Regions from separate parts of the Mus musculus genome. Here all the other regions are linked to region 1. The links are chromatin contacts, called in public HiChIP or PLAC-seq maps. All regions are on one chromosome and are shown on one strand. The core of a region is the stretch at or near the end of the contact, and the rest is flanking DNA. Distances in the headings are between cores, read along the strand shown. Region 1 overlaps Nlrp9c (NLR family, pyrin domain containing 9C). Region 2 holds the start of Cyp2b10 (cytochrome P450, family 2, subfamily b, polypeptide 10). Region 3 has its middle 21 kb from the start of Cyp2b23.

Region 1 (2,922 bases), core at 241-2,740:
GAATGCATGACAGTGCAAATTTTAATGCTTCATTAAAGAGACATTGCTTTAAATCTTATCTTAATTCTACTTTCTAGGATAAGAATCACATTAAATATTATTTCAACTAGAAGTATCCTTAGAGGCCTAGTTTTTTTGGCCTGCTTCATGCCACGTGTTTGAAAGACAATTGCCAATTTAAAACTAATTTTCTAGTAACCAGTGTTACACCTTTTTTTATCATAGCCAATAACTTTATAAGCTAATACTCTACGATGAAGACACACAGAGCATATTACACTTCTAAGTCCAGTAAAAAAACCAAATGAAGCGGCTACACGAGTCTTACAAATTTAGACCAATCAAAGAATTTTAATTTTTTTAGCTATAATTATAAGATAAAAAAGCACTTTGTCATTTGCTAAACACATTAATCACAATTGCAGAGAACCCTCCAGGCAAAAAACCATCTATCAGCTTTTTTGCCCCAAAACTAAGAGGCTGCAGACTCCCTTTCTCAAAAAACTGTTTTTCCAGCTGGAGTTCTCCTGCTGTGCCTGATCCTGGCTAAAGCGTGGCCACTCTCTTGCTAAACCAGCAGATAAAGTTTTAGCCATCTTTATTTTCCAACATGAAACACAGAACATTCAGTCATTCAGACAATGAAACAAAACACACATGAATCGACACGTAATCGGTGCACCAGACATTAGACAACACAAAGAGGCCAGAGAACTTCTGCTGTAGAGGCAGAGAGAATAAAGCAGGGCTTCCCTCAAATTCTCTCTGTCTCTGGGAGAGTTTCAAAATCCATTTTCCTCTATATATTTTACTCCATCATTTTAAGCCCTATTCCTCTAGCCTGATGCAGTTCTCGACTGTGGACAACTGCCTGTTTCATCATTTTAAACCCTATTCCTCTCGCCTGAAACAGCTTTTAAAAGCTGCAGACAACTACCTGATTCACAGTTTCTAGTCCTACACATATTTCACTGTCAAATCCTAAATGGAAAAAGTGCCGGGTTAGCACTGTTCCAAACTTAGCCCGTATCCTTCCGTACCTCCAGCAACACTTTTTTTTAAAAATGAAGTTTAAAGCCAGCGCTAGCGTAAATACCTGTTGCTCACCATGCCAATACGATCTCTGATTCTTTCCTTCCCTTGGAGCTCCATACAAGACAGCAATTCCCTCAGTGTTTTCCCGCCATTCCCAAGGTCCCTGGCTCAGACGCCAATCTGTTGTATGGCAGCCTGTGACCTACTTGAACCGGGTACTCCTGGGAGGCAGGCTGGGGCTGAAAGAGACTTAGACGGTGAGAGATTATTGGAGACCAAGACATGATTCTGTTCAAGGCCCGCCAGTTTACTAAGAGAGTGTGCTTACAAGGGGGGGAAGGCCCATCCATCCCCTGCCAGTCCATTCTTGGTGTCTGGAGCCAGCCTGTACGCGACATGCAGGATAGGATATTCCTCTGGAATATCTCAGGTGCTTCTCAGCAGATAGCAGTGTCTTGCAGAGAGCAGTGGCAGGTGACAGAACAAAAGAGCCATCTAGGTTGGAAGGTTCCACCCTAGGTAATCTCCTTAGTAGCAGCAAGGTCAAAGTCTGGATCAGCCTGCTTCAGGGCTGAGGGAGGCTACAAGTTAGGAAAATTTTAGACTAAATAGAAACAATCTGAGTCGTACCTCATAAAAACATGTAAAAATGAAATACTTACAGATTTTTTTCCTGGGAGGTACCATGCCCCTTTGTAAATTTGAAATGCGATAAATACACAGAATTCATGCTTTACAGTAGCTGCTGTTCAGAGGTGAGTTATAAGTTTGGTCACAAAGCTTTTAAAGACAATATATGAAATATAACCATGGATATGAGAAAACCACCAACTGAGAGTCTGCAGTGAGGGACCCATGTTGGGTACCAAGATAATTCTGACTAGTTATTTCTCTTTGTGAATTAAAGCATGTAAAAGCAGGAAGAATTCTAGGGAATGTGAAATCAAAGTTTATTGGTACTATAGAGTTGTCAGGTAGAGAAGGAGTCCTACATACAATTGACTCTAGAGGGGATCCAGGTTTTTCATTCTTTTAACTGTCCCTGCCTTCTGAGGACTTCCTTTTTCTATTGGCCTTGAATGTTCATATGCCATATCTAGCATGGGGATTGGAGGCCCAGCATGGAACGAATTGTATGCAATAGTATTTTCTACCTAGAGATGTGGGTATAGAAAGAACTGGTTGGGTGGTTAGGGTTGGGTGGGGCCCTAACCATTCTGTTTGTAGTTCAGTGGGAAAGAAAAACCTACACCAGGTTCACAGGAATTGAAATGGGAAGTTATTGCAGGAGAAGGTGAGGGTGGTTTTCCTTTTATTTGCTCACCTCAGAACCCATGGTCATGCAGAAGTATAGATTATTCATTAGACATGTATTTAGGAGATACTCTGATTCATTCTTAGGACTATTCTATTCCTAATTGCCCTGTATTCTGATTTCATCAAACCCAGATAAACAAAATAAATACAAAGAGTTTATGAAGAATTTATTTCAATACATATGGACATCTGAGACCAACACTTATATGCCTGATAGAAGCTACAACACCATTATAGATCGTCAATACAAAGCATTACTGGACATATTTGATTCTGAGTCAGACCCAGCTACTGCAGTTGTATTAGGTACTAGAGGAAAAGGAAAAACAGTTTTTTTAAGAAAAGCAATGTTGGATTGGGCATCAGGAGTTTTACTGCAGAACCGGTTTCAGTATGTTTTCTTCTTCTCTGTCTTCTCACTTAACAATACCACAGAGTTAAGCTTAGCTGAGCTTATCTCAAGTAAATTGCCTGAGTGTTCTGAGACACTGGATGACATTTTATCCAATCCAAAGAGAATCTTGTTTGTTCTGGATGGATTTGATTACCTGAAATTTGACTTGGAACTCA
Region 2 (2,922 bases), core at 219-2,718, 490 kb after region 1:
TTTTGCTTCATACTAAGTTATCTCCAAGAAATAAACCACACATCAACCCACCCTGAACGACCCTAACTAAACTCAGTGGGTAAAAACATAAAAGGGGCATCAAGGTAGGAAGAGGCATGTTGGCCAAAAGAAGGGTTTCTGTGAGAGAAAGAGGGAAAGGAGGGGTCACAGATGACAAAGGTCCAGCATATGTGTACATTGAATTGTCAATGGATTTCTTAAAATAAATCAGGTAGGATGTTGGCTTGACCTTTCCTCACACATGGGAGGCATGTGTTTAAAACATGTGTGGCAGTGTGTGGCGACACACTTATCATTCCAGAGGCTAAGGTAGGAGAATCATGAGTTGGGAACCAACCTAAAAAATAAAAACAGGAGCCGGGCGTGGTGGCCCATGCCTTTAATCCCAGCACTCGGGAGGCAGAGGCAGGTGGATTTCTGAGTTCGAGGCCAGCCTGGTCTACAGAGTGAGTTCCAGGATAGCCAGGGCTATACAGAGAAACCCTGTCTTGAAAAACCAAAAAAATAAAAAATAAAAAAAAAATAAAAACAGGGACAGACCCCATCTCAAAAAATAAGTTAATATAACTGGATTTGCCACTAGTGCTGGGAAGGGGAGGGATCTTTTAAAAGCCAGGTGGTAACAAATACAAGGTTCAAAAGTGTGATCTCCACAGCTACGGCGAAGAACAGAGGGATGGGACTTATAGTCACTACCTCAGCTCTCTCATGAAAGGCAGGATCACGGATGCTGATTACAGATGCTGTAAGCAAGTGGTAATTAAACATGAAACACTGTGTGTGAAGCACCAATATAGACACTGATAGGTCAGTGCCAAGCCAGGGGCTGGAATAAACTGATAACACTCCTACCCACCCCTCCTCCTGTTCTGCCTCTCTTCCCCTTTGTCCTAGAACACCTCAGGCTAATCTCTTGCTGGCAGAAGCAAGCCTTCATGTTGATGCCTCTGATATTTTTCTTTCTCTTCTGGAACAGACAAGCTCCAAGGAGTGAAATTCTGCACGCTCACACCTCAACGCCTCTACGCCTCTCGAAGCCCAAGCACAAGTGCCCCCACACAACTCCAACGTAGCAAGATTTGCCTGTCTATCTGAGTACCATCCACCACAAATCAGCATCTCACCCTCCCCTCAGCAACCTTCCCACCTGAACCTACACCGTGGAAGGAGTCTCTTGCTCTTCCTGATGAGTGACCTCCGAAAACAAAAGCAGGGGGAAACCCACACTAAGACCTCATATTGTTCTCACCTGAATAAAAGACTTGAGGAGGCCTCCTCTGTCCATCTGCAAGAGGTTCCCCAAGAGGGGCAGGGGACGGGGTCCTGGTGGGAAGTTGCCACGGGACTTTGGGTGTCCCCTGGCTAAGAGTAACAAGAAGCCCACAAGGAGAGCAAGGAGGAGCAGGACACTGGGCTCCATGGTCCTGGTCTAACCAATGTTGACTTCACTCCACGCTCCAGCAGGATCTTTTATGCTGGCCCCGCCTCTCCACTCAGTTATGCAACTTCAGCTGTTCCCGCCTCCTGTCTCTCATTGTCCAGAGCGTGAGGAGCCATAGCAACTCCCTGCTTTGGCTGCTCACTCCTCATTCCCTTACCCTCACTGTAGATGTTGGCAAGGACACCATGAAACAGATACATAGGACAAAAGGGCACTGGGAGTGATGCTTCTTGTTTTATGGAGGTGGGTGTGCCCTTGTCAGCTCAGTTTTGTCTGTTCACTTACTGGGACAAGAGACTGCGGGTGTGCTGTACGCTTTTAATACCTGAAAGGTCATTTCTGAGATGAATGTACGGATGTGTATTTCTGTGTCTGAGTCTAGATGTGCTACCTAATCTATTCTTACATGTCTGGGGTGTATTTACATGTCTAATCTTAAATTATGGAGGCCTCTCTGTATGTTCTTTATGTCCTGGGTAAACGTGATTACATTTGGCTTGACAAGAGTAGTGTCCCATGATCTTTTGTTTGTCTCTGCCTGTTCATTCCCTGATCCAGGTTTTTTTAAGGTCTGCAGATATAATTTCTCCAGAGCCCCCATTTCACTCTCTGGCCCATGATAGCCATAGATGGGAGAAAAGGGAGGAGAAAAAAGGAGAGGCAAGAGAGTAGTGAGGCTCAGAAGTCAGGTGGACAGAGGCGAAACCTGGCAGAGCAGATGGAGCTCCTGGGTTTCTGGACTGGCTAGCTTTTGTGTCAACATGACACATGCTGTAGTCATTTGAGATGAGGGAACTTCAATTGAGAGAATATATCCATAAAATCACACTGAAGGCAAGCCTTTAGAGTGTTTTCTTAATCAGCGATTGGATGTTGGAGGGCCTAAGTCACCGTGGGAAATTTCATCCCTGGACTGGTGATCCTGGGTTCTATAAGAAACCAGGCTGAGCAAGCCATGATGAGTAAGCAGCATCCCTCCATGGCCTCTGCATTGCCTCCAGCTTCCTGCCTTGTGTTCCTGCCCCGACTTCCTTGGATGATAAACTATAAATTGCAAGCAAAATATATCCTTTCCTCCCCAAGTTGCCTGTAGAAGTTTTATCACAGAAATAGAGACCCTAACTCAGATTGTCTCTGACCACTGTGTCTAAGGACAAATGGTTCCACTCATCCTCCTTGTTGTTTTCACAGCACAGGAAGTTCTCTGACCTTCCCTCTTGCTAAAAGGAAATAAAAAGCTAAGAGGGAAATAGAAAGTTCTTAATTAGCCCACCAGTACAGGGGTAACATTGATCCGCTCAGAACATGTTCTATTTCGAATGCAAAAATCTGTCTCAGAAGTTCATGTTTCAACACTATACCTAACTGATATTATTTGGGGAGGTGGCAGGACACTTAGGGCTAAAGCTTGCAAGAAAGAAGTAGGTTGCTGGAGGTAACCTAATGAATTATAACTTTAC
Region 3 (2,922 bases), core at 117-2,616, 320 kb before region 1:
AATTCTCAAATTTGCAATTGCTTATGCATATACAACTCATAGAAAAAATGCTGTCCTTTTAAGAAGGTGGTTTTTAGACATTTATTAAATTGTCCTAACTGCCTGGACATTTTTAAAACAATGCCAAGATAAATTTATATCTCAGACAGTCTATAGGCCGTCCATATAAAATAGATTAGATATATAACCTCATTCTTTATATATTCATAACAGTCATGGCTTAAGATAATATTTTCGTATTCTTAAAAATTGTGCATGTATAATTCTTTCCTTTTAGTGTCCTCAGTTACTACTTGTTTCCACATAATAGTGTTAATTCTTGAGGACTTTTACTTAATAATTTGCTACAAATAAATGCTCTTATTTCTAGTTAATAAATAAATAAATAAATAAATAATGCACATGTGACTCTTAATAACTTTTCAAGCTTTCTAGTTATAACCGCTCCTTAAGAAAAATGATTAGAAGTGCAATTAGTCACTGCCCCTTTACAGCCAAGTATTTAAAATGTTTTCTCAACAAGTTATTAATTCAAAAGGTTAGATATTGTGAAACTTTAAAAATTTAACTTCTTTAAAGACAAAAAAGAGAAAAATTGTATCCCCATACATGGTATTTAGTGCATTCCCATGCACACTATTTAAATCATACCTTTATTTTCAAAATTTGAAATTTAAATGTCAAAGAATTTAATAAATACTTTATAGTATCTTAAAAGGATCTACTTATTGGCTTATAGATTGATCCTAAAACAGCTACCTTATTAGGAAAGGGAAAAACAGGTTCTCTCCACAGAACGCTGCAAAAGCATATTGGTTAATTCGTGTGACAAGCTGGCAGGTAAGTTGACTCAGTGTCCTGATTGAAATGACTAAGAAACTAAATTAGATTCATGTTTTAGATCCATCCTTGCTTGCCATTTTTCCGGTTTAGACTAGCCTTTTAACTTTATGGCAATAGTACATCAGAGACTGTATATTCTGACTTAGTGAGATTAGTCATTTAATAGAGTCATAATGATTTTTCTCTTTTCTTCAGTGTGACCAGTCATTCTAACTCAATCTTAGACTGGTCGAATATTCAGTCCAATATTAGAGATTCCTATATTCTTAATTACCTAGCAAAGTTAATTCAGAGCACATCCCCCACTTCCAGAGAGTCTCTGGCCTTCTGAGCTTAAGCGTTGCTAATTTGCAACTGAATAAAGTACCTGGACTTCCCCAAAGAGGATGTGCATTGCTACTTTCTCATTGCCTAGATCTTGTTTTTTTTTTTTTTTTTTTTTCAAGCAGGTCAATCAACATCCTCTGGCCTGACAGAAGCGGGTGAACATCCCCCGCCCCCGAGGGCGTATATCCACGCCCCTGAGGGCGTACATTCCCGCCCTCGAGAGCATACAGGTGGCAACTGTTATATTCATTTCAAGGACATTCCAGCACCGTGGTTTTCGGTCTAAGTTAAAATTTAGGTTTACCAAGAGGGCTAAAAAAGGCAGATATTTCTAATACTAAAAGAGATTGGTTTTTATTCTGATAGACAGGCTTAGTCCCTTAGCTGGCCTCTGGTTTTCCACCCTTGCTGTTACTGCAAGGTCCCCTTAGTTCCTCAGGCTGTGGGAATAACAGAGATGAGGAGGATGACTTCCAGCTCCTATTTTAGCCAAAAGCCACAGGTGTGGGTCGTGACAGCACCCATGGGAGGAATCAGGTCAATTTCCACCCAAGCCAAGGTTAAAAGCCCACTCATCTACGGATGAGAAAATCATTTGATCACCTCAGTTAAGCATGGCCTTATTAAACTTAATTAATGGGGGGGGGGGAGAGGTTAGAGACTGTACTGTTGGAAGGGCAAGCCCTTCACAGCCTCCCACCCTAAAAAAGCCAATTGGCCTTGTACTACGGAGCCAGTCATAACCCCCTTCTCCTTGTTCCCCGCCTGTCATCCAAAAATGCGGAGGAATAGCCACTCAGTGTTATTCATAATAAAGTGCATTTCAAATTCATACAGTCAACTTTCGCCAGGGTTCCAACGCCCTACTTAAAATTCAACTAGAAAGTTACCTATTCAGTACTAATTAGCATTATAAAGTCAGAGACTACAGCCCAGGGCTATTCTGTTAGTTGTTTACTAGGACAGAAAGGACAGTCTTATCCAGACACGGTTTACCATAAGAAAAGTTAGGAAATTCCACGGAGACGGGCTTTTTCTTTAGCCCTAAGAATTTAGGCAGAACTATTGAGTATAGATAATTTTTTTTTGCCTCAGGCAAGCCTTTTCTTTTCTTTTTTATTATTAACAACAGGGAGGAGATGTAACCTCCCCCAGCCTGAAACCTGCTTGCTCAGGGGTGGAGCTTGCTGCTCAATCATTCTGCCACGCCCACTGCTGGAGCTTGTGGCTTTGCTGTTCCGAAGCCATCATGTGTTCACCTGTAACCTTACTCCAAGATTATTTGTCGGGAATTGGGCCCCCTTCCCCTGCTTCATAACTGTGTGCAGAATAGTAAAATTGAGCTTTGATATGGATAACTGTCTTAGCTCCATCATTATCTCGCGCCGCCTAGCCCCTCTTCTCTTCCAGGTTTCCAAAATGCCTTTCTAGGCTAGAACCCAGACCTGTGATCTGCTGGCCGGACACAACAGAGAAATAGGGGAACTTTAAAAAATGTATTCACTTTACATCTTGATCACTGTCCCCCATTCTCAGTCAACCCCTATAACAATTCCCTTCTCCTCTGAAAGGGTGGAGGCTCCCCTGGGTATCCCCCGACCCTGGCACAACAAGTATCTGCAGGGTAGGCACATCCTCTTACACTGAGGCCATACAAGACAGCCCAGCTAGAAGAACATACAGGCAACAGCTTTTGGGATTGCCCCTGCTTCAGTTGTTCAGGACCCATATGAAAACCAAACTGCACATCTG

What was found. HiChIP or PLAC-seq counts read pairs in DNA pulled down with a chosen protein or histone mark.
Region 2: an H3K27ac HiChIP or PLAC-seq map of embryonic stem cells shows a contact between it and region 1, with 2.8 times the contacts expected there. The contact joins the promoter of Cyp2b10 here to the enhancer-like site in region 1. A contact is called at or near these places in 10 of 39 promoter capture datasets (the HPC-7 cell line, HPC-7-derived erythroid cells, embryonic stem cells and 3 more), 1 of 115 datasets of contacts at active chromatin or transcription factors (embryonic stem cells) and 1 of 9 other capture datasets (embryonic stem cells).
Region 3: a contact with region 1 is called in an H3K27ac HiChIP or PLAC-seq map of embryonic stem cells, with 5 times the contacts expected there. The contact joins two enhancer-like sites. A contact is called at or near these places in 8 of 115 datasets of contacts at active chromatin or transcription factors (embryonic stem cells and stem cell-derived neural progenitor cells) and 2 of 9 other capture datasets (embryonic stem cells and liver).

The regions. Positions count from the first base shown.
Region 1 is chr7:26,385,444-26,388,365 of GRCm38.p6, reverse strand. Nlrp9c (NLR family, pyrin domain containing 9C) reads left to right here. Exons shown (of 10, transcript NM_001042612.2): 3 at 2,485-2,922. Among named protein-coding and RNA genes, the nearest start is that of Nlrp9c, 17 kb to the left of the region's middle. Within about 2 kb of position 1,490, at least 3 of the 459 cell types and tissues checked have an H3K27ac peak or open chromatin away from gene starts, as enhancers often do. A contact at or near this core is called in embryonic stem cells, where this site is marked.
Region 2 is chr7:25,896,204-25,899,125 of GRCm38.p6, reverse strand. It overlaps Cyp2b10 (cytochrome P450, family 2, subfamily b, polypeptide 10), which reads right to left and starts at 1,468. Exons shown (of 9, transcript NM_009999.4): 1 at 1,271-1,468. The coding sequence starts at 1,441.
Region 3 is chr7:26,705,660-26,708,581 of GRCm38.p6, reverse strand. No RefSeq gene overlaps it. Among named protein-coding and RNA genes, the nearest start is that of Cyp2b23, 21 kb to the right of the region's middle. Within about 2 kb of position 1,366, at least 10 of the 459 cell types and tissues checked have an H3K27ac peak or open chromatin away from gene starts, as enhancers often do. A contact at or near this core is called in embryonic stem cells, where this site is marked.